Regions from separate parts of the Mus musculus genome. Here regions 1, 2, 3 and 4 are each linked to region 5. The links are chromatin contacts, called in public promoter capture Hi-C maps. All regions are on one chromosome and are shown on one strand. The core of a region is the stretch at or near the end of the contact, and the rest is flanking DNA. Distances in the headings are between cores, read along the strand shown.

Region 1 (2,750 bases), core at 180-2,679, 1.2 Mb before region 5:
ATAGAAATCAGATTTCTAGCCGGGCATGGTGGCGCACGCCTTTGATCCCAGCACTCGGGAGGCAGAGGCAGGTGGATCTCTGAGTTCGAGGCCAGCCTGGTCTACAAAGTGAGTTCCAGGACAGCCAGGGCTACACAGAGAAACCCTGTCTCGAAAAGACAAAAAAAAAAAAAAAGAAAGAAAGAAATCAGATTTCTGAGAAAACTCACGTTCATCTTTAAACTGAAATTTCTTTTCTACTTTGTTGAGACAGGGTTTCAGTATGTAACCCCGGCAGGCAGAGAACTTGATAACTGTGTAGTCTAAGCTGGCCTTTAATTCAGGTATCTCTCTGCCTCTGCTTTTCAAGTGCTGGGGTCGAAGGGGTTCATCACCAGGTATTTCCATGTCTATATCGAAATCAACTTGTTTTTTCATATTGGGCAGTCAAAAATCTGGTCCCTGGTAAGTAAATAAGATTAAATAAAAGCAAAATCCAAAACCAGGTTACAAGGAGTTGAACTAATGAGGGGTGGGGGAAATTTCCCACAGTAGAAACGTTTTTTGTTTTTTTTTTTTCTCCCTGTTTTTGTTGTTGTTTGTTTTGTTTTAAGCAAGCACAGTCGCTTGCTCCAAACAGTACAAGCCAAGTCTATAGACACTGTTGGGAACACTAAGTTGAATTCCTCAAGTTTCAAATGCTCCTGAATACAGTTTTTTGAACACTGGGACCAAACACTACAAACTGTGTGGACCCAGGGATCTGGGCAAGAAATCAAGTTCAATTAAAAATAAATAAATAAAAGCACGTCTCCTTTCAAGTAAGTTTTCCATAACCTGCCAAAAGTCACCTCAGTCGGGAAGGTTTTCCTATTAATAGCAGAGCCACACAGCCCCACTTTGTTCTCCCTTAGATCCCTCACTCTTTTGAGTAACTGCGGAGCGGAGTTCAGAAAGAACTCCTTCCACCAGATCGGCGGGTTCCCTGGTGAACCAGGACACCCGGGGACCCCAGCCCGCAGCGCCGGCGCCCCGCACCCTGCCTCGTCCCCAGAGGCCTCCGGGAAGGCCCAGGGAGCACAGGGGCGGAGTCCCCCAGCTCTGCCAACCCCCCGCCCCGGAGCCCCGGAGGTCAGCCTCGGCCTCACCTTCCGCGTCCGCCGAAGACACAAAGGTGAAGTCCCCGTTGGCAGGCGCATAGGCCGGGGGCGGGCCCGGAGGCTGCATCCCGCCGGCCTCGGTGCTGACGAGCGGCTGGGCCCGGGGCTCCGGGACGACCTGCTAAGGGGCGGCCTGCGAGCCAGGAGGCGCGGGCTCGGCCGAGGGAGGGGACGCGCGAGCTAAGCGCAGCCTCTGGCTGCCGACCAGGTCGCACCCGAGGCCAGCCGGTGGCGAGCACCCAAGCACCACGACGCCGGGGCCCTGACAGGACCATAACAGTGACAGCGCCGCCGGGATTGGCTGTTTGTAATCTGCTCGACTATTGGCTCCCGCGAGAAGATTCTGATTGGCTGTTTCTGTGTTGATTCCGGAAACCACTCCAACACCGGAAGTGGCCTCTGAAATCTCTGTTCCGCCCTCATCAGCTGTTTACTTAAATAATTCTGTCTACCTTTTTCCCTGTTTGAGTTTTTATAAACATATCTTCTTCGTTGTTGTTTAACACAATTTGAGAGCTTAGTCGTTTGATGGCTCACGCTTGTAATTCCCGGAACTCCTAGAGAGGCCGAGGCAGCATTGGCAAAAAAGTGAGGCCCTTTTTTTTTCAAAGGAAAAAAAAAAAAACAACACACACACACACACACAACACACACACAAACTACTTAAGTTTTAGGACTTCAACCCCTCATTTCCGACCACAAGATTCTGCCACAATAATTCTATATATTAATTATATAGGATGTTTACGAAATTATGTGTCGTGACAAAGCTTAGTCTCCTTATCAACAAAATTAAGAGGCCGGAGAATGGTCATTGTAAAGCTGTAAATTTCCACCTACGGTTTAAGTACTCTGGCCAAATTAATTTATGAAGAAGGCAGCAGTCCAGAAAGGATAAATTAGGGCAAAGAAGCCCTTGCTTTTTGCCTGCTGCTGATTTCATCTGTTCCCTAATAAACTACCCAAAGTTTGCAAATTCACCTACGTTTTTATTATTTCTTTAAGATTAATTTATTTATTTTATACAAGAGTACACCACCATTGCTCTCTTCAGACACACAGGAAGAGGGCATTGGATCCCGTGACAGATGGTTGTGAGCCACCATGTGATTGCTGGGAATTGAACTCAGGACCTCTGAAAGAGTATTCGGTGCTCTTAACCACTGAGCCATCTCTCCAGCCCGGTTTTTATTTTTAAAGGCTATGCGTGTGTGCTTGAGGGTATGTGTGTGTGCAGATGCCTGCAGAAGGCACAAGAGGGCTTCAGATCCTTCAGAACTGCGGTTCCTGCAGACACCCAATGCGGGTTCTGGGAACCCAAACTCAAGTCTCTACAAGAGAGCAAGAGCTCTTAACCTCTAAACCAACTTCCTAGTTACTCGTCTATGTTTATAATCTTAAATTTTGCTTTTCATTTTTCTAAACTTCTGTATATGTGTGTATGTTGGTAAACCGAGTGCCACCCACATTCCTTAGCCTGGTACTCCCCTAGCCCAGCTTTGTTAACAGCGACAGCAGCCATGTCATCACCAGCGGCCAAATTCAATTTATTTCCACTGTTACCACAGGTGGAGTAGTCTTCCTGTGTACATGTGCCATACCATTTATATA
Region 2 (2,700 bases), core at 51-2,550, 1.0 Mb before region 5:
AAAGCCAAACAAACCACTTCCTTTGTGATTCTACCCAACTGGTAAAGGAATTCTTTTGCTGCGTGGAATACTTACGTGGAATACTGGGATTTTATAAGTGAAGGGTGACATTTGTAGTATTCCTTACCCCGTCTGGTTCCTCATACGCATTAACTCATAATCCTTGGTACCCCTCCCTCACGAACGTCACCCCCATTTAACACAGTAGGAAATAACTGAGACAATCTTTGCCACATTGCAGTTATACCTAAAATACAATTAGTAAATTTAACTGTGTCGAAGACATTAGGTCGTAAGGGGCGAGCCTGGGAAGCGAAGGTTACATTTTGACAGGGTCGGTCCTCCACCCCCCCATATTCTCCCATCCCAGTACGCCTCGCAGCGCGATGTCTCTGCCAGCGAAACTTCGCGGCGTGGCCCCAGACTTGCATTCCTGGGCGATACCCCGAGGGTGGGAACCCCACCAAGGACGCCGGGGAAGGGGGAACCCCGACGGGACTCGGCAGGCAGCGATCGCGTGTGTGTTGTGTGTGCTGAGCCAGCGGCGCACGGGGACAAGCCAGGCGGCTGGGGGGGGGGGGGGGGGAAGGGGCTCACCCCGCCTCGCGGCTGCGTCCTGCGCCCCGCGCCCTGCCCCCAGCCTCTGCTGGCGCTAAACCCCGGAGAGCGGAGCGTGCACGCTGAGCCTCCTCGGCGGGCCCGGCCGCGGCGCTGGGCATGCTCAGTGGGCCGGCCCCGGTAGAGCGGCGAGTAAGGACGCGTGGGCTCCCCAGGCTCTGCCTTTCCCGGGTTCAGGCCCCGGCCCCGGGCTGTGTGTGTGTGTGTTGGGGGGGAGGTGGCACCGATCGCCGCCGCCCTCCGGCTCGCGGCCTCCCGACCCGGGATGGCGCGGGGCCGGTCCCGCTTCCGCCGTTGAGCGCGCGGCACGGCGGGCGGAGGCGCGGGGCGGGGCGGGGCCGGCGGGCGCGCGGCGGGAGGGAGGCCTCGGTGGTGGGGGCGGGGCGGGGCGGGGCGGTGGGGAAGGGCGCGGAGTCACGGGGGTGGGGTCAGCGGGAGGCTCGGCAGGCCGCGCGCGGCGTGGCCGGGGGGCGGCTCGCGGAAGCAGCTCGGGCAGGGGTAGGGGCGGCGGCGGCGGCGGCGACTCCGCGGCCGCGCGGCTAGGGTAAAGCCGCCGTGGGCCCCATCTTCCGGCGGCCGGCGGAGTTTGTGGTGATTGTTGCCGCCCTCCGCCCTGGCTGCCATCTCCTCCTCTTCCTCCTCCTCCTCCTCCTCCTCCTGGGCCGGGCTGGTCCCCTCCCCGCGGCCGCCTCCTCCTGGGCTGGGCCCGCGGCGTCTCGTCCCCTCGCGGAGCCGCCGCCGCCGCCGCCTCCTCATTCATCCTCGTGCACCATAGGCGGCACAGGCACCAAGATGTCCAACCGAGTGGTCTGCCGGGAAGCCAGCCACGCCGGGAGCTGGTACACCGCCTCAGGTAAGGGCGCCAGGCCGCCGGGGTGGTCGAGCTGGGCAGCCGGGGCCCGGCGGGCGGGGACTCGGGCGGCGGGCGGAGGGCGCTGACCGCGTGCCGAGGGATCGGGGCCGGGCCGCGCCGCCTCCCCCACCCGGCGCTCGGGCAGGCGGCCTGGCGCCCGCGGAGTTGGGCGAGGAGTTGCCGGCCGGCCCCGGCCAGGGCGAGCGCGGGCTCCGCGGCTCCGCGGACGGCCTCTGCGGTGGGGAAGGACGAGTTGGCGCGGTCCTCGTTGCCAGAGGCTGGCCGAGGGGACCGCAGTTTTTGCTCCCACCCTTGGGGCACCCAGCGCCCCTGGAAGGAGTGACAGGCAGTACTTTTTCTACCCTATCTCTCGTGTTGCTACTCTTGGTCTCTCTCGCTTGGAAGATCTGTCAGACCTGGGCCTCTCGGGGGGATTTGTCGCTTTGTACGTGGAGATTCGGGCAGAGCTGCTGCCAGGCAGGGGCTCTGGGTGGCCTCCAAGGTCTTTTGTCAGTGTTTGCATTGTTACTGTCATTTAGGGGCAGCTGGAGATGGCATCAGCACTTTTCCTGAGCAACCTCTTTGGTATCCTGTGTTCAGCACCGAGCCGGGGCTGGACGACCTGCCTAGTTTAGCTTACGTTTTGAGAGAATTTTGTCTGCACTGTCTTCAAAAAACCATGTGTAGTTCTTTGGGTGAGAAAGGGTAGGGCCGTTTCCCTCCAGTACAACTCTCTTCACAAGGATTGTTTTCTGAGATTATTTTCAGGGGTCACATTTCTGCTTTGGTAACAAAGAAAAGTTCCTCCGTGATTCCTGTTGGTCTCTAGGCCATCTGTGCTTCTCAGCAACTGGCCCTAACCATATTTCCCTTTGCAAGTACTAGGGTTGGATAGTGACATGATTCTTTTGGGAAAACGGAAAATCTGGAAGGCAGTTTTTTTTTTTTCCCTGAGATTGTTCAACCAGCTGCAGAAGTACATGCATCTTGTTGGTCCACAGCGGATTTGCCCTGCTAAGACACAAAAGAATGACATGGTTGGGTTTGGAACTACTGCTAACAGGTGGCTGTAGTTTTTGCGTTAGATAAGTATGACATTTTATGGTCCTGAAGTACTTCATAGACTTTTAATCAGTTCTCACTACCTGAGAATGTCAGTTCTTGTGCCAGTATATGGGGAAACAGAAATTTAGTGCTGCACCCCAGACTAGGCCTGTGGTAAAATAGGA
Region 3 (2,700 bases), core at 3-2,502, 1.2 Mb before region 5:
AGGATCAGAAGTCCAAGATAAGACAAGACATGCAAAAACCATACTGAGTGTCTAAAATACCAGAATTAAGAGTCCAGACAGAAGCTGATCAACTGATTAGAACTTTTTTTTTAAAGATTTTTATTTACATGAGTACACTGCAGCTGCCTTCAGAGACACACTAGAAGAGAGCATCGGATCTCATTACAGATGGTTGTGAGCCACCATATGGTTACTGGGAATTGAACTCAGGACCTCTAGCAGAGCAGTCAGTGCTCTTAACCACTGAGCCATCTCTCCAGCCCCTTTGAACTTCTTTATTATCCACTTCTGTGTCTGACCTATCGGGCAAAAACCTGTGGGATTTATTAACAAAGCTGGGTACCAGCTCATAACAACCCAGATGGCTCAAGATGGCCTCAGATCTGGAGTCTTTACCAAGGCTTTCTTTTCTTTGCTACAACCTGCCTACCCAATGTTTCCACCAATGTATTTGAAATTATGTTGATTGATGACTTTTTTGTTGTTGTTGTCCTGTTAATATAAAAGCTTCCTGAAACTAAGTAGTGATGTGCCTTTAATCTAAGCACTCAGGAGGCAGAGTCAGGTGGGTCTCTGTGGGGTTCAAGGTAGCCTGATCTATACTGGGAGTACCAGGGTAGCCAAGGGTACGTAAAAAGAGTCTGTCCCAAAACAAAACAAAACAGAATAACACACACACACACACACACACACACACACACACGCACACACGCACACGCACACACACAACCTTCATGGAACAGTTGCTGCTTTTGAACTTTGAGTACCCTGTCTTCCTGGGCCTTGTCATTCAAAGCTTTCTCATTCCCTTTGCTTGGAGAAATAAACAGTTGTTAACTCTTTTTTTTTTTTTTTAAATGCAACATACCTTTTAAAGATTTATTTATTCATTTTTTTTTTAATGTATATGAGTACACTGTTGCTGTCTTCAGACACACCAGAAGAGGGCATCAGATACCATTACAGATGGATGTGAGACACCATGTGGTTACTGGGAATTGAACTCAGGACCTCTGGAAGAGCAGTCAGTGCTCTTAAAGGCTGAGCCATCTTCCAGCCCCAGTTGTTAACTCTTTACCACATGAATAACCAGGAAGCAAAGAGTGCCTAAGTTCAAAGTCCCTACTTCCTGGCTACTCAGTCACTCCTTTTTCTTGCTACGTAATTATGTAAATACCCCGATTATTATGGTTCTTAAGCAAGAGAAGAACCCACCAGGCACTTCCTTTTTTCTACAGTTGTCTCTCATGGACAAAGAAGTTTGGATTAAGAAAGAAAGAAAATTACTTTTAAGACGACTTTTCCTTCGAAGGCAACTGGATTGCTTGGCCAGGTACCTCGGGGAGAGGGAATAGGTTTTTAAATCAGTTTTAGAGTCAGATCCTGAAATTAGAATTTAGGTCCACTGAAGCCTGTGTCTGTGAGGTTGTCCTGCAGTGGATGGTTTGCCCATTGGGCTGATTTGCCTGCAGGGAAACTTGGTTTGAGGGTAGGCAGTGTTGGGGGCGGGTGGTTAGCCTGGTTGGTCTGTTGGAGTTTAGCTGCGTTTTTCTGAGTTGGTGTTAAGGATTTGGAGCCCTAGAGAACGCCTTTGTATTTACTATGGAGACAAAAAGACTTAGAAAATGCTTTTTGGCCTCACAGGAAGGAAACCCAGAGCTGAGGGAGAGAGAGACTGCTTGGTCCGTCCAGTGTCCTGAGCCTCTGACAAGATACTTGAACTTGGACAGAAAAGTTAAGCAAGTCCCTCTTGGGGATAGGAAGAATGCTTATAGAAAGTGTGTTACAGACCTGCGTTGTGTGCTGAGGTGTTTCCAGCCCCAGTGTGTCTAGGAAGTGCTTTACAGACTTGAGTTGTGTGATAACAGATAAGGTGTGTCCATTCTTTATCTCAGAGCATCTTAATAACCCCGTTGCCGGGGTGGAATCAGGCTCTCCTAACTTCCCTTAACCTCTTTTATTCTTCCAGTCTCCCATTACTCCCACTTGTGCCTATAGACAATTTTCATACACTATTTACATAGCACTAAGAGTATTCAGTGAGCTGCGGGTGTCCAAAGGAGATCTAAGAAGATTCTAGATCAGGACATTTTTATACTGGAATGATAGATGAATCACAGGGACTGGTGGCCTCTGTTCCATCCGTCTTCCTGGTTAATCATCGCTATAGTCCCAGGCTTGGAGCAGATGTGAGTGCTAACAGTTCAGCAAAGGAAGCATAATCCAGAGGCAGGGGAGATGCTCAGGGGGAAGGGGCACTTGTCGCCGAGCCTGTTGACCAGAGTTTGATCCCTGGGACACAGATTATTCCAGGAGAGAACTGACTTTTGCTAGTTTTTCTCTAATCTCTACACAAATGCCGTGGCACTCTCGAGCACCCCTACCCACCCACCCACCCACCCACCCACACACACACACCAATCAACCAATGTGAAAAAAATTTACACATGCTGCCTTTCTGTAGCCAATTATATGAGTTCTTTCCCCCTAGTTGTGGGAGTGACACACGAGACGTAGGTCAAGAAGGATTTCAGTTTTCTGAGGAACTCACATCACGATCTGAAAGAACATTATCACTTAAGCTGGATGTGGGAGCTCATGGCAGTCATCTTCACACTGAGAAGGCTAAGACCAGAGCGTTACCATGAGTCTGAGACTAGACTGAGCTAGACAGTGAGT
Region 4 (2,700 bases), core at 195-2,694, 1.3 Mb before region 5:
ATCCCAAAACACTCCAGTATGTCCACTGAACGAGCTTTGACCTGGTACATCCTGAAAGTCCAATATGTGAACCAACGTCTCCACCACCCAAGTGCTCTCCTTCCAAGGTGGAGGAGACCCAGACATACTTACAACTACCAATCTCTAGCTCTCTATGCTAAAACAAGTTGAAAGGGCTTGAAGTTCCACCTAATTACAAGGGGCCTAGGCTTCTTGACACTGGAAGGAGGGAGCACTCAGAGCTAGAGGACCGATACTAACCTTTTTTTTTTCTTTTTTTTTTTTTTTTTTTTTTTTGCACTCTGCGAGTCCCATAGTCCAGCAAGCACAGTTCAGGCAGCTGGCCTTCCCTCTCCTACTGACCTCCCCATCCCAGTGCCCACTCCAGCCCGCCCCCTGTGCGAAAGCGCAACCCTCGGAGGTCCCCGCACCTACAGGACCAGACGACAACCGGCGGGCCGCTACTCGCCGGGAAAAGAGGGCAAGACAGCCGGCTTGGACGCTTCCCGCCCCTTGCCTCCGGCCACCCATCTCTCCCGCCACCGCCAAGACTGCCAGCCCTTCCCTCTGGTCCAGCCCGGAGCTAGCCCAAAATCTCGTCCAAGAGGCCAGCGAGGGCCCGGTCCTCACCAGCACCGACCTCCAAGGCCTCCACATCTCTCCCACAGGACCAGGCCGGTTCAGATGCAAAAGGCCCGAAAAGCAACTCGCAGCGCACCCCGCCAAACCGAGTTCCCGTCCCCAAAAGCTGCTGCTTTCCGAGTCCGAAGGTCCTCGGCCGTAGCTTCCGGGCCTCTCCGACCCTCCCGCTCCACGCTGTCCCTCCGAGGCCGATCCCGATCCCGGAGGCTGGGAGGCTTCCTCCACCAGCATCCCCACAACCCGTCTCCGCCCGCGGCCGGCCCAGCCCAGCCCCCGCCCGGCGTGCCGCGCTCACCGCTGAGCGCCGAGGCCTGAAGGGTGGCCCCGGACGTGCCGTCGATGACTTTGATGGTCCCGCGGCTGGTGACGGCCAGGATGGCGTTAAGCGCCGGGTGGTAGGAGAGGCTGTGCAGCCCGTCGGCGTCGCAGCGCATGCAGCCATCCCGCAGCACCAGCCACTCGGAGACCCCGGCCGCCCCCGCCCCTGCCGCCGCCGCCGCGGAGGAGCAGCTCGGGCCCGAGGCCTCCGCAGCCGCAGCCGCCATCTTCCGGCCTGCGCTCAGCACAATCACACTGGGAAGCCGCTCAGTGACAGTCCCGGGAGGTGCAGCACCACAGCCAGTCACCATCCGGGGCCAGGGGGCAAAGCGGAGCGCGTTAGCCGGAAGTGAAGTCAAGCGCCTGCACGCACAGGGAACGTCGCCCGCCAGGCCGGCCAGGCCAAGCGAGCTCGCAGGCTGGCGGGGGAGGGGAGAGAGGGCCGCACCAAAGGAGGGGCCGGAGCCCAGGGGGTGGAGCATGCGCGGGAGTGCCGATCTAGCCAGAGCAGAGGGAAGCTAATAAGGAACTTCCGAAGGCACAGAAAAGGCGGGGCAGGGGCGGGACCTGGCCTAGTAAGCATGCGCAGAAGAGCTCCCAGGGCCCGGTAGGCGGGCCTCAGAAGAAGAAGGGGGCGGGGCTGAAACTTTTTTTTTTCAAGCGCGGAGCATGCGTGGTAGGACTAGGCGCGTGCCACGCGCTGCTGCTCCAGCCAGCCCTGCGTCCTCAACGTCCCAGTTTCTTCCTTCGAGCCCCGGGAGTGGTATCGGCGGGAGTTCCGCCCTGCGCGTGGCAGGGAGGGTGGTGCTGGGCCCTGTGCATTTCCGCTAGGCAAACCCGAGCCCGCGCGACTTGTCTGGTACGCCCAGAGGCCCCTTCGTGGCCAGGGCGGCTGATTCCCAGCGGTTCCCAGCACGGGGCAGAGGAGGAGGGCGTTGCGGGGTGGAGGCGAGATCCGGAAGTAGGCCTCTATCATTGCACACTCTGACAAGCCTCTTCATTGGAACTGAACCTGATTTTTTTTTTACGACGCCTGCCCTAGTTTCAGATTTTTTTTACACTTGATCTTAGAAGACTGAGAAGCGATAGTTCCAAATCTTTTAATAAACAGACATGCTCATTAATGAGGTGCTGGACACATTACAGGTCAGCCTAGTGTAGCTCATTGCAAAGGATTTACATGATTTTTGGTGGGGTGTTGTGGATTGCCCTGGGGCTAATTATATTTGATGTCAATTCTGTTCTCCTGTGAGGAGTTGTGAACAAGGAATGAGTCAGCACTTAGGTGATTTCTTGTAAACCTTCCCACCTTAATTTGTAAAATAAAGGAAAGCTGATGATTGGGCAGAGAAAGGGAAAGTGGAGTGGAAAGAAAGGAAGGAGGTTTGAGACAGAGAAGGCAGAGGAGGAGGAAGAAGAAAAGCAGAACAGAAGAACATGGCCTGGAGAAAACGCAAGTTCTAAGTGGTCTCATAGATGTGGAAGATGGTAGTGTAGTGGTTGTAGATCTGCCCAATCTAGGCGCACAGCATGTATTCATACTAATTGTGTCGTGTTTTCATTGCCAGAGCATAATTGGGTTGGAGAGATTTGCTGTAACAGTGGAGTATCCTCCTTCGTTAGATTTGAAAGAACATCTTTCTTAAACTTTATGTTGAAACAGTTACTTGTCAGTCAGTCACTTGTAGTTACAGTGTAGCGGTGCCTGGGTGTGGTCTCGCATACCTAGAATCCCAGTCT
Region 5 (2,700 bases), core at 55-2,554:
TGTTGCAGTAGGTACTGATCGCACGTAATCTGTAACTATTTGAGGTCCTGAACAACTTTTTAGATAGTATAAACAGGTCTCTGACCATGAAAAAAAAAAAAAAGACTATTCTATGTTTTTATTTTCTTTTATAGAGTATTTTTGCTAGTGGTTTTTGAAGACAGAGCTGCACTTCTCCACCCCCACATCCTTCTCCTCTAGAAGCTGCTAGCAGATGAGGAGGTCTCCATCAATTGCCTCGCCCCCACAGAGCCCCATGTGGCCTCAAGAGCCTGTTCCCATCTCAGGCTTGGCTCAGTGCCGGGAAAGCAGGCTCATCCCTGACCTGACACACCAGTAAACACAGGAGGACTTCCCGGAACACACGGGCAGGCAACGCTCTTCACACATCAGAAAAATGAGGCTATCGAAAATGAATTTGACTCGTTTATACATCTTTTTAAGGCATCAGGCATGTAAAATAGCTAATCTGCTTTGAATGGGGCTGTAATAAAAGTGTCATTGTCAAGCTGTCCCCAGAGATCAGGGGACAGCAGATTCCTTTCAACCAGGAGACATAGCTGCTCTCCTGCATCCATCCCACTGTGGTTAGAAAGAACTGGTTTGTGTTGGTCAGTCCAGAGGTATCTTAGCCCCTGGCATGAGAAGCTAATGATAAAACAAGATCTTATATGGGGGCTGGTTTGTTCCTTTGTCTTTTGTTTTTTATTTTTAGCCTGAATGAGGTAGAGGGGATGGTGTGTCTAGGGCACTATCCTATCTCACAGAGAAATCAGATCCAGTCTCTGCCCTCGGGTCTTGTGATACTGCAGGGCTGCACCCAGGACAGGCCTGGAGCAGAGGAGCCACGGCCCCGCAGGACTTCTCAAAGGCCAGCCAGCCACAAGCTGGGGAAACACTCCTCTATTCTCCCACCTGATGAGTAAGAATTATGTGGAGTGTGGGCAGGGCGTGGGCGGAGCCTGGGGGAACCTGGGCGGAGCCTGGGTGGGGTAGACTCTGTTTTCTAAACATCCCAAGTGATGGCCATATAGTACAGAGGAGCTTAGGCTCTCAATTCCAGATGAGGCTTTCCCAGGTCTCCCATAGCAGCCCCCACAGACATTTTATAAACCACGAGGCTCAGTGGAAAAGGGAAACGGACAGTCTTTGTTGAAATACTATTAAAACTTTGAGAAGATAATCACCACACAGAACCCAATATCCTGATGATTACCCAAGTTTCCTCCCACACAGCCTGTCCTTGGTCTTCGGCCAGTTTCCACAGCAGCCTCTTCATCCTGGTGGCTCTGCTAAGTAAGCCCTCAGGAGGCTTCCCCCAGGTGGCTGATAGAGGGGGCTTAGACAACCTGGGAAAGAATGAAGTCATCTCCAGGCAGGGGAGGGGCCAGAGGGAGGGCCTTCTCAGCTCTTTTCAAGCTCCTTTCCTATTCACAATGAGCTTGTGTTTCCTCAAAGCCTGGTTGGGGGGTTAGTCAGTGCTGTCTCCTGGCAGCAGAGCCAACCCCTCATTTGCCTCTGTTCACCATGGTCTTAGTTAGGGTTTCCACTGCTGTGAAGAGACTTCAAGGCAGCAACATGACAGCATCCAGGCAGGCATGGTTGAAGAGGAACTGAGAGTTCTACATCTTCATCTGAAGGCAGATAACAGAAGACTGACTTCCAGGAAGCTAGGAGAAAGTTCTCTCAAAGCCCACCCCCACAGTGACACTCTTTCTCCAACAAAGCGACACCTCCTAACAGTGTCATTCCCTGGGCCAAACATATTAAAAGCACCATAACCATCAGCAATCGCCCACTGCTATCCCTGGCTCATCACCTGTACCCAATAGGAGCTGACCAGGGGGACCGAGTCTACCCTCCAGTCCCTGACAATGACTGCTCAGGAAAGGCACTTCCTGTGGTAATTTCAGTCTTGCAGAATGAAGGAGACGAAAAATAGATTCTCTCTCCGGCCAACCCCTGGGACAAAATGTCAGTGAAAGATGCATCAATGCCCTGGTTGTCAGTAAAGAGAGCCATGACTGGCCACAGGAGACTCGAATGCTCATCTGTCGCTTGAGGGTGTTTTCTGGAAATGGTGCTGTCCACGATACTCTGGGCAGTGAGGAGATAGCCGCCTTGTGGTGTCTGAGTTGATGGCTTGTGCTCAGCGGCTGGGGACACAGGGCCATCAGCCCTGCCTACACACAAGCTTTGGCATCAGGGTTTGTCAAGCCTTGGCACTGGGTTCTACCCCTGATTTACTGTCTCCACCTCTGTCCAGCTAGCTTTATACCCTGGAAGGTGGCACACCATAGTCAGTGGTTTGGGGTTTTTTGTTCTTTTGGGTTTGTGCTTGTTTGTTTCTGTTTCTGAACGGAGTGAACATAAGGGTGCGAAGGGCCAAGACCTCAGCATGCCAGCTTCCTCCTGTTGTATGCCTACGCCCCACATCTAGTAAAGCTCAAACTATTCACAAGTAAAGTCAACTTGCACATTACCTATTGCTTCTAGAACCTCCAAGGCCAAATGCTCACTTTATACACAAGGAGCCAGAGGCCCAAGTTTCAATTCTGATGGTTAACAGCAGCAGACTGGATCCTAATTAGAGTCTGCTGCAGAGCTTGAAAACCCCTGGGGTCCAGACTATCCACCTGAGCCATTAGGATGGGGCATGGCTGTGAGTATTAAAGTGTTACAGTGAACCAGGTGCCAGGT

What was found. Promoter capture Hi-C pulls out the DNA fragments that hold promoters and counts their contacts.
Region 1: a contact with region 5 is called in a promoter capture Hi-C map of pre-B cells, with 2.8 times the contacts expected there. The contact joins the promoter of Yipf4 here to the promoter of E330032C10Rik in region 5.
Region 2: a promoter capture Hi-C map of the HPC-7 cell line shows a contact between it and region 5, with 5 times the contacts expected there. The contact joins the promoter of Memo1 here to the promoter of E330032C10Rik in region 5. A contact is called at or near these places in 4 of 39 promoter capture datasets (the 3T3-L1 cell line, the C10 cell line, the HPC-7 cell line and 1 more) and 1 of 115 datasets of contacts at active chromatin or transcription factors (pro-B cells).
Region 3: a contact with region 5 is called in a promoter capture Hi-C map of the HPC-7 cell line, with 4 times the contacts expected there. The contact joins the promoter of Nlrc4 here to the promoter of E330032C10Rik in region 5.
Region 4: a promoter capture Hi-C map of pre-B cells shows a contact between it and region 5, with 4 times the contacts expected there. The contact joins the promoter of Birc6 here to the promoter of E330032C10Rik in region 5. A contact is called at or near these places in 2 of 39 promoter capture datasets (the 3T3-L1 cell line and pre-B cells).

Annotation. Positions count from the first base shown.
Region 1 is chr17:74,488,172-74,490,921 of GRCm38.p6, reverse strand. Yipf4 (Yip1 domain family, member 4) reads right to left here and starts at 1,429. Exons shown (of 6, transcript NM_026417.4): 1 at 1,128-1,429. The coding sequence starts at 1,206.
Region 2 is chr17:74,293,463-74,296,162 of GRCm38.p6, reverse strand. Memo1 (mediator of cell motility 1) reads left to right here and starts at 1,300. Exons shown (of 9, transcript NM_133771.2): 1 at 1,300-1,471. The coding sequence starts at 1,411.
Region 3 is chr17:74,457,660-74,460,359 of GRCm38.p6, reverse strand. Nlrc4 (NLR family, CARD domain containing 4) reads left to right here and starts at 1,252. Exons shown (of 9, transcript NM_001033367.3): 1 at 1,252-1,354.
Region 4 is chr17:74,527,039-74,529,738 of GRCm38.p6, reverse strand. It overlaps Birc6 (baculoviral IAP repeat-containing 6), which reads right to left and starts at 1,444. Exons shown (of 73, transcript NM_007566.3): 1 at 938-1,444. The coding sequence starts at 1,271. It overlaps Gm31645 (a long non-coding RNA gene), which reads left to right and starts at 1,539. Exons shown (of 3, transcript XR_385765.4): 1 at 1,539-2,106.
Region 5 is chr17:73,249,590-73,252,289 of GRCm38.p6, reverse strand. E330032C10Rik (RIKEN cDNA E330032C10 gene) reads right to left here and starts at 1,304. Exons shown (of 4, transcript NR_167655.1): 1 at 1-1,304.